Regions from separate parts of the Mus musculus genome. Here region 2 is linked to region 1. Evidence: chromatin contacts called from public Hi-C data. All regions are on one chromosome and are shown on one strand. The core of a region is the stretch at or near the end of the contact, and the rest is flanking DNA. Distances in the headings are between cores, read along the strand shown. Region 1 overlaps Myo1d (myosin ID). Region 2 has its middle 15 kb from the start of Myo1d.

Evidence for each region. Hi-C and Micro-C count contacts between places; a contact is called where the count stands out from the background.
Region 2: a Hi-C map of uterus shows a contact between it and region 1, with 2.8 times the contacts expected there. The contact joins two enhancer-like sites. A contact is called at or near these places in 9 of 39 promoter capture datasets (the 3T3-L1 cell line, 3T3-L1-derived adipocytes, the C10 cell line and 6 more), 16 of 484 Hi-C or Micro-C datasets (the 3T3-L1 cell line, 3T3-L1-derived adipocytes, 8-cell embryo and 10 more), 6 of 115 datasets of contacts at active chromatin or transcription factors (Th2 cells, embryonic stem cells, extraembryonic endoderm stem cells and 3 more) and 5 of 9 other capture datasets (adipose tissue, embryonic stem cells, liver and 2 more).

Annotation. Positions count from the first base shown.
Region 1 is chr11:80,709,535-80,714,216 of GRCm38.p6, forward strand. All of the region lies in intron 1 of Myo1d (myosin ID), which reads right to left. Among named protein-coding and RNA genes, the nearest start is that of Gm31042, 12 kb to the right of the region's middle. Within about 2 kb of position 2,042, at least 42 of the 459 cell types and tissues checked have an H3K27ac peak or open chromatin away from gene starts, as enhancers often do. A contact at or near this core is called in uterus, where this site is marked.
Region 2 is chr11:80,792,762-80,797,309 of GRCm38.p6, forward strand. No RefSeq gene overlaps it. Among named protein-coding and RNA genes, the nearest start is that of Myo1d, 15 kb to the left of the region's middle. Within about 2 kb of position 3,155, at least 5 of the 459 cell types and tissues checked have an H3K27ac peak or open chromatin away from gene starts, as enhancers often do. A contact at or near this core is called in uterus, where this site is marked.

The DNA.
Region 1 (4,682 bases), core at 792-3,291:
TGCAGAAGAAAATTACAGACATGGGAGAGTAAAGAATTCATATGATACTGGAATGAAATGTGAGATGCTACTAGATGTTTAATGTAGACAAACATCTCATGATCTCATGATATTCAGAGGACCTCCAAAAACACTGGATATCCGAATTCAAAGATGCTCACATTCTTATACAAAATGGTATATGTAATGCATAGCCAATGAATATGTTTCCATATACCTTAAGTCATCTTTATATTACTTATAATAACTAATATAATGCCAACAACCACTTCATTTGCATAGGTTCGGTATGATACACTATAAACTCAAGTTTTGTATTTTGGCGCTTTCTGAGCCATCTTATTTTTCAAATATTTTCCATTTGCAGTTGGTTGAATCTACCCACAGACAAAGAAAGCTGACCATGCATGAATACACCCTGCCCATTCTCCAGTTCTGTTTGATGAGGAGCCTAAGGGTAGTAACATGCCAAGGACAATCACACCTACCACTCAGGTCCTTATTTCCACTAAGCTACACCCATCCATAGCTCTATTAATTTTTGTTCTCAGTCTTGTGAGTATGGTCTATAGACTTTATGCTGAGTAACCTTAAAGGACACACACAAGCACTGATTATAAGGGAGTAAGACTAAACAGCAGTGAACAGGCAATGCTGGTCATCATATGTAAAGAAACAGCTTCTGTCCTGTGGACAGTCTGGTCACTTGTTAAACATCTAATATGTGGGTACCTCTGCATCCCTCCCATACAGACTTTGCTAATAAGGTCCTTCTTCCGCTGTGTACTAGAACGGTGTACTAATAACTGGAGGCAGACACAAATGGTTTCAGTTGTTGTGCACAGAAAAATATTTCTCAAAGTTTTAAATGAGCAACGCAATTCTCTATTCTTACAATGCTGGGGTCAAAAGTTCAAAACCAAGTGTTAGCAGTGCCTGCGCTACTTATCAAGGCTGCATGATAACATCCATCCTGCCTTTCCTAGGTCCTAACAGCCACCTGCATTGCAGGTTTGTGGTCCCTTCTCCATTCCTCTCCTCTGTCCTCTGGTTTTCCTGACTATCCCTAAACTTTATTCTTAGTATAAGGTATTGGAAAATACTTTTTCCTGGGGGAAAAACACGGTAATCAAGTAGTCTGGTATTGTTCCTTTCCTCAAATTCTGTTTAAAATATAAAAAGATCATTTAGAGAAGAAAAGTCTTTCTCATTGTTGATAATCTGTGTCAGGAGTTAGCTTTGAGTTTAAAAAAAAAACAACTTTCACATTTATAAAATCTCAAACTTAAAACCTGTAAGAAAAACTTTAAGAAATAAATTCCCAAGTATTCTTCACTCTGATGATTCTGCCCATTGTGTTTTCATGAACACTGCTATCACATATTTGTGTACACATCCATATAAGCACAAATAAAAATCATTATAATATATTGCAAAAATAGACTAATTGACTTCAACAATAGAATTTATATATCATGGTATTCTTCAAATGATGCATAGTTCTAGTTACAAAAGATAACAGGTATTGCAAACCCCAAATGTTTTGGTTTTGCTTGCTTTTTAATTGTTGGGTATATCATATTATTACATGTTAATCTAATTATCAAGCAGAGATACCTGGGAGAGTCAGACAGGTAAGTGAGAGACAGGAAGTATGTCATGTGGGGCATGGTGGAGACCTGGACCAGCATGTTCCCTGCAGGAAGGAAGCAGCAAGGTTTACTGGCAGATGGCTCTTATTCTAAAACACATGAGTTGTGCCAGAAATTCTGATTTTTTAAAGAGAAGCTGAAAGCATGTATCTTTTAAAGGGATATTATTTGGTCTGAAACTGAAACTGAAGTTTAAATAATAGAAAGCTGGCTTAAGGGAAAGAAGGCCAGCTTGCATACAGGCCAGCACACCACAGCTAACAGGTGTAATAACAGTCCCCATTTAATTCGTGGCTGTGACTCATCTGAGTTCCACGCGTAAATAGGTGATACACAGTGTGCAAAACAATGAGAAAATGACCCTGCCCCAAGGATCCTGAGTCAATTCTCCTGCAAAGGAAGTGATGCAACAGCGATGACGACACTCTGCTGCTGTGACTGATGGAGTTCACACAGCAAAACAACATCTGCAAAACAGAGCTCTTAAAGGAACCTTCCAGGCGATTCCTGCTTATAAAGAATCTGTTTCAAAGTAATTACTAAGAAGTTTGTAATGGTTCAAAAGAACAAAGACTTTTGGGTCTGGGGTTTTTTTTGTTTGTTTGTTTGTTTTAAAGATAAGAAAACAAGGCACTGGAGAGATGGTTCAGCAGTTAAGAGGACTTTGTGCTTCTGAAGAGGACTTGAGTTCAGTTCCCAGCACTTACGCTAGGTCCCATGGCTTCCCAGAGATTCAGTCCAGGGGATCCTGGACTCTCAAGTGCACATACCCACCCACCACAGCCCAATACACAGAAACACAATTATGATGAAAATAAATCTTTAAAAAGAAGACAAGGCTTTGCATTCCAAGGCCGACTATCAGATTCGTGTAGCAATACTTGCATTTATACATTGCGTACTAGCTACTACGACTACTGTTTACTCAAAAATACAGTTACTAATACAATTGATTCAACTTATATTTTTAAACACTTTTAAAAAGTGTTTTTGTAACACTTTAAAGTCTTTTCCATAAGGGTTTTCTTGGTTCTGTTGGCCTTAAGTCATTTCCCTCCTCCACTGGCCTTTCAGGACAATTACTGCCTCTAGCTTATCTGCCAATTAAGTGTCTCACAAAGTTCTTCCACTGCTCTTTTAAGCTAGTGTTTCTACATTTGTTTACAGTACGTTCTGCAATTGCTATTAAAACAGCATTACTTCAGGTGTTGTGTCTGAAGCTGTCACTTGGTCTGTGAAGCGAAAGGACAATGTTTACAGAACTGTACACAATTTAACATTGCAATGATAGCCAAGGGTGAGATTTAGTGGACTTACATTGTTCAACAAAGTACAGATCAGTTAGGATTCTCTCACACACAGGCTGAGACTGCATGAGGAAGTGGTGTAGACCTAGTAATTAGCCGTGTACAGTAGCACCAGGTTACAAAGAATAATATTTAAGGGTACAGTGGCAACTCTGGCTCAAAAACATACATATCAGACATCATAAGCATTCTATTTGCAATGATTGTTTGTTATGCTTATAGTCACTGTTAATCAGTGTCTCTGCATATTACTGTAATATTATTAGCTAAGTTAGATGCCTGCACTGAATGTATACCCCTGGATTCAAACAGGAAAACACAACCTGCAGTGCAAAGGTATTTCACCTGGGGAAGTGAGTAGGCTATGAGTGTTCCCCTGGGAATGGGAAAAGAGCCCTGAGGAAGTGAGGCCCATGTGAAGACACAGCAAGAGGTCAGCTTCTTCAAGGGGGCAGGTCTTAAAGAGATACTGAGCCTACTTGATCTAGATCTTGGTCTTGATCCTAAACTTTCTAGCTTCCAGAGTCCTTCAGGGTAAATTTTAGTTGTCTATAAAACACCCAATTTAGCCGGGCATGGTGGTACACGCTTTTAGTCCCAGCACTCGGGAGGCAGAGGCAGGTGGATTTCTGAGTTCGAGGCCAGCCTGGTCTACAAAGTGAGTTCCAGGACAGCCAGGGCTATACAGAGAAACCCTGCCTCGAAAACAAACAAACAAACAAACAAACAAAAACCAAAAAACTCCACCCAATTTGGGGCATTATGTTGGAGAGAGAGAGAGAGAGAGAGAGAGAGAGAGAGAGAGAGAGAGAGAGATATGTACGCAGGCACACATGCACCACAATGTGCATGAGGACATCAGAGGACAACTTCCTGGAGCTGGATCTTGCCTTCTACATGGCTGAGGCAGGGTCTCCCTTGTTCCTGTTTCTGTGTTGCATCCTCCTTAGAATTCTGGGCAATTCTGTCTCCATCTTTCACCTCACTGTAGTTGTGCTGGGAGAAGAGATGCATGCCACTGTGCCCCACTTTGTATGTGGGTTCTGAGACTCCAACCAAGTTGTCAAGCTTGCAGAGCAGTGCCTTTATCCACTAAGCCATTTCCCCAGCTCCCCCACCTTCTTTTTGAGAGTGGCATTCCCTGTTACAGCCAGCCTGGCTAGCCAGTAAGCCTCTGGGGTCTGCCTGTTTCTGTCCACTCAACCAAATGCCTCACCTAGCTTTTACATGGGTGCTGGGGTCTGAACTCAGGTCCTTATGTTTGTATAGCAAGCATTTTACCTCCTAGCCATCACTTCAGGCCCACGAGATTAATATATTTAAAAAATACTGTTCTTGAGAGCAAAGATTACATCATCTGTTACTGTATGTTCACAGAGCCAAGGGTGTTTGGCTTTCCATGGCAACCCTTACCTGCTCACTATGAATGGATTACTTATTTCTTTGCCTGCTCTTTGGTTTCAATGTATTCAGGAAAGGAGTGGTCCAGAGTAAATGGTGACTGCCATTTCCTATTTTATAAAACTGGCAACCTACAGGTGTTAGCTAACATGAGGGAGGATAAATATGTGTGGGTTTTATAGTGCTCCCTGCTCTGTATGTACATACATACTCATATAGCAAGATTATAGATTAATTTCAATTGAGGACAATTAATAGACATAAAACTTAAACTTATCAAATTTAAGTTTTGATTTTGAATTTCTTTCATGGAAGATTTTTT
Region 2 (4,548 bases), core at 1,905-4,404, 84 kb after region 1:
AGTTTAAGGCCAGCCTGGGAGGAGAGAGAGAGAGAGAGAGAGAGAGAGAGAGAGAGAGAGAGAGAGAGAGAGAGAGAGAGAGAATGCATTCATGTGTTTAAATGATATAAAGTTTTCTAGAAAAAAAAATTAAAGTTTTATCCCAGTCAGAAAGAGATAGGAGTGAGTGGGCTTACTCAACCACTGGGAAAAGGAGAAAAACAAGAGGAGGAAGCTTGTTTTAATTAGTGTAAGAAATCCCATAATCTGTGAGCTGGCCTCTCTGAGGAAGCTTAGAATCGCCAAGAGAGGTAGCATGTTAGAGGACCTGCAGTATTGACTTTGACTCTCTGTGTTATGGGAGTTCTTCTTCACACATCGGACTTCTCAGAAGTTGTTAGCAGACAGCTTCTGTGAATCGGATCCACCGATGGCTGCTGCTATCTTCCCCCACTTGGCTAGCTTTCTGCTGGCAGCAGCCACAAACACCTGAGTCCCTAGCATCTCTCTCTTCCATCCATCCACAGGCAATCTGTAAGCTGATTCTTAAATGCCGTCTCCCTTTCCTACAGTCCAGTGTGGGCTGAAACGCTGAAGAGACCAGACTTTCACCAAATGATGCTGTCTAGTCAGAATATTCCTTAGCTGGGCAGGCGTTTCCGTTTCTCCCTCCTTCCCATCCAACCTCACCCACCGGGAAACACAAAATAGGGAAGGCCTGGTAGCAGCAGTTCACTATTGGGAGCAATGCTGTCCTCCAAGGATTACTTACCTATGCCTGGGGACACTCTTGGTTGTTATTCTGGGAGGGATGATGCAATTGACATCCTCTGGGTAGAGAGAACGGATGTTGCCCAACATCCCATGATGCTCCAAATTATCTTCCATAGCAGAGTTACCTTGTGCATTCCTTCCCCTTCAAGCAATGGGGAACTCACAAAAGAATGTTCTATGAAAGATGGGCTAGAGTTTGAGTTTTGAATTTTACTTCTTTATGGCCAGTAAAGTTGGAGACTTACTAGTGTCATTGTATCATGGTCCTGTATTGAAGGGTTGGAAATGTAGCTCAGTAGTACATACATTCCTTGCCTGTACTTCTTCAGCACACACACACACACACACACACACAGACACACACACACCCCTAAATATCTTGTCTAATGAACAGTCCAGTAATGTCATTTGAAGTATGTTGCTTATCCTAGAAAAAGAGAATAAAGTGAAGGTTGGGAGAGAGAAGGCATATGATGTGTGGAGCAGGGTTTGTCTGTACAGTGCTGTGGCCATGTAGGGACAAGGAAGCTTTGTGTTGTGTGGGATGGTTTAGCTGCATCTGTACCCTCTACTCACTAGTTGCCAGTAGTATCTTCTATCCCAGAATGACAACCAAAAATGGCCCCAGACTGCCAACTGTCTCTCAGAGGGCATACTGCTCCCCGGGTGTGAATCAAGGCCAACAGGCCTGCACAAGGCTGGAAAGGCCTTGTATGTATTAAGGCCTTCTATGTATTAAGAGTTTCCTGGGCATTGCCATCACTTTCCCATATAATAAGGAGCCTTGGCCTATTTGTAAATGTGTGGGTCTGGCACACCTCATATCTCTAAAGACTTGGTTCTGAGCCTGGGGCTAGCCTCTTTAGGTGGTATGAGAATTAAAAAAGATAATGTATAGGTCAATGTGAACTCAGATACAAACTATATTAGGAGGGCGTATGTCAGTTCACCGTTTGAGGGGATAGGCCTTCGTGTCCAGGAAGGGCATGGTGATAATGGGGTGGCTCTAACCATGGTGTCTGGAGCTTGAGGCAGCTGATTACAATGAGTCCAGAGTCACAAGATAGAGAAAGATATGTCTGCATGACTCTTCTTTTCATTCAGACCGGACCCCCTGAATAGTCAGGGCTGGCCTTCCCTCAGCTAAGTATTTCTAGAAATACCTTTCTAGATCTACTCAGAGGTATGTTTCCATGGTGACTCTAAATGCAGTCAGTCAAGTTGAAAATGAGAAACTGGGCTGGTAGGATGGCTCAATGGGTAAAGGTGTTTCCCTGCCAATATATGACCTGAATTCAAACCCTAGGACCCATGTGGTAGGAGAGAATTGGTGGATGAAGGTTGTCCTCAGATCCCCCATAAATAAATGAATGCAATTTTAAAAACACTTTTAAGGGGTTGGGCACATGACTCAGAGGTTAAGAGCACTTACAGTTCATGAAGAAGACCAGAGTTCAGGTCCTAGCACTAACATGGTGGCTCATTTTCACCTGTAATGATAGTTCTTGGGTTCTGATGACCTCTTCTGGTCCCCAAGGGCTCCTGAATGCATGTGGTATATATAAAATCAGAAAGGCATACACACACACACACACACACACACACACGCACATGCATACACACTCCATATATATTTTAAAAATTTTAACATTAAGATTAAAAGATTGGAACAATTAATAAAAAAAGAAAACGAGAAACCATGAGGTCTCTTTTGCATATGAGTTTTGATCTGTCAGTATGAAGGAGGGTTGAGAAATTATTTTAAATTATTAGTATGAGGGGATTCTCTAAATGCTGCTTCCAGGCTTTTTTCATAGAAAGAAAGAAAGAGAAGAGAAGAGAAGAGAAGAGAAGAGAAGAGAAGAGAAGAGAAGAGAAGAGAAGAGAAAAACTGAGAGTGAGAAGATGTAAGTCATATTTACAACACAAGTATTACAGGCTCCAGGAACAGAGTGAGGTGACCTCAGTGGATGTAGGGACACCATAAGGCAAGTGGGACACAATAACCCGAGGTGGCACTCAAGCAGGAAGCGCTAAAGGACAGGCAGGATTGAAAGTGGAGTTGGTGAGGGAGGGAGGGAAACAGCGAAATCCAGCGGAGGAAGAACAGTTTCCCACTTGGCTGCAGACCAAGGCCGTGAAACTTACAAGGAAGTTTCAGAAGAAAAGTTGGCTGGCAACCGAGAAACGTTAAAGTAAAATGTCCCCAAACACAAAATATAAAGTGCAAAGTGTTCTCTAAACAAAAAAGTAGTCGTCTTTGTCTTTGGAGGTGTCAGATGTTAACTCTGCTTCTCTTTGGAAAAGCCCAGGTATGAAAGTTGAAGCAACCAGAGTTGTGTCTATATCTTCAAAACAGGGGTGGGGTTAATTGTTCTCCTCAGTGGCAGGCTCTTTCTCTCCCCACCTCTTCCTTTTCTCAGGAGGCCTCCACCTTGTTGTCCTTTTGGGTGGTTTGAGTCGTTCTGCGTCTGTCTCACCCCCATGCCATTTCTCTCCTAAAGCAACCCAGCTTCAGTGGGTACTCCAGGATCTTGGATGTACTGGGCTGCCTGGATAATTGGGACCTGGACTGGAGGAGTCTGAAGGCATTTAGAGCATCTTTGTACAACTTCAGAAGAGCTTTTTTTTTTTTTTTAAATTCGAGACAGGGTTTCTCTGTATAGCCCTGGCTGTCCTGGAACTCACTCTGTAGACCAGGCTAGCCTTGAACTCGGAAATCTGCCTGCCTCTGCCTCCTGAGTGTTGGGATTAAAGGCGTGCGCCACCACACCCAGCTTCAGAAGAGCTTTTGAGTAAATGTGGTTGCCCTGAATGGCCCTGAAGTTGAAGTGACCACGGTTGTCCAAACCAAACCAAACCAAACCAAACCAAACCAAACCAAACCAAACCAATCCAAACCACCACCACCACCACCACCACCAACAACAACAACAACAACAACAACACCTTGGCTATGTCTGAGGGCTGGGCTGGAGGATAAGTATCTGAAAAAAACACCTGTAGTATTGGGAATTTATATGCTGCTCACTCGTCCTCAGGTGCCCGTGCCTAGCCCTTGTTGTCTATTGTAAAATCATTTAAACACACCCGTGCACAGTGGCTCAACTATGGCTTTTTAATTTCTGTGTTTCTCAGCTGCTTTGAGGTAGCCCACTCTTTTTTCTTTTCTTCTTCTTCTTCTCTCTTTCTTTCTTTTTTCTTTGAGTTTACACTTCAGTGGAAAACAGGGAGTCCCACCACCTTGCTCTAGACATGGGGGTGGAAACTAGTTCCCTGGACCAGTGGCAATCACTGGGGGTGGGGTGGGGAGAAGACCTTTACTGGGTTGAATCCAAGGATAGGATCACTAGACTGGAAAGAGTCTCCCCGGGGGCTTGTGGTGTGGTGTAGTGAAGACCGCTGCTTTCTAGGCTTGTGGCCTATTGTCCTAGAACCCCTCCCCCAAACTCTGTCTTTTGCCACAATCTTCCTTTTTACTATAATTCAGTAGATCTCCTGTTGGAGCCCTTAGGAGTGTCTAAAGGAACACCATTTAGACTCCTGGGGGAAGAGAAGGATGGGTATTTAAGCATCTCTACCATGATACATAGGAATTTTAGAAAGGACGGGGTGTTTTGCTCAGACTGGTGGCATTGGTTGTCGAGGTGGCACTTACATAGAAGAGCAATGTATGAGAAGGTAAAAGCTAGTCTCAACTGTGGAGAAAGCAAAACAATTATAATAGTATGCTAATGCATACACAGGACACATGGGGTCACACAGGATGCTCGGTGGGAAGAAGGAGAAGGTGCT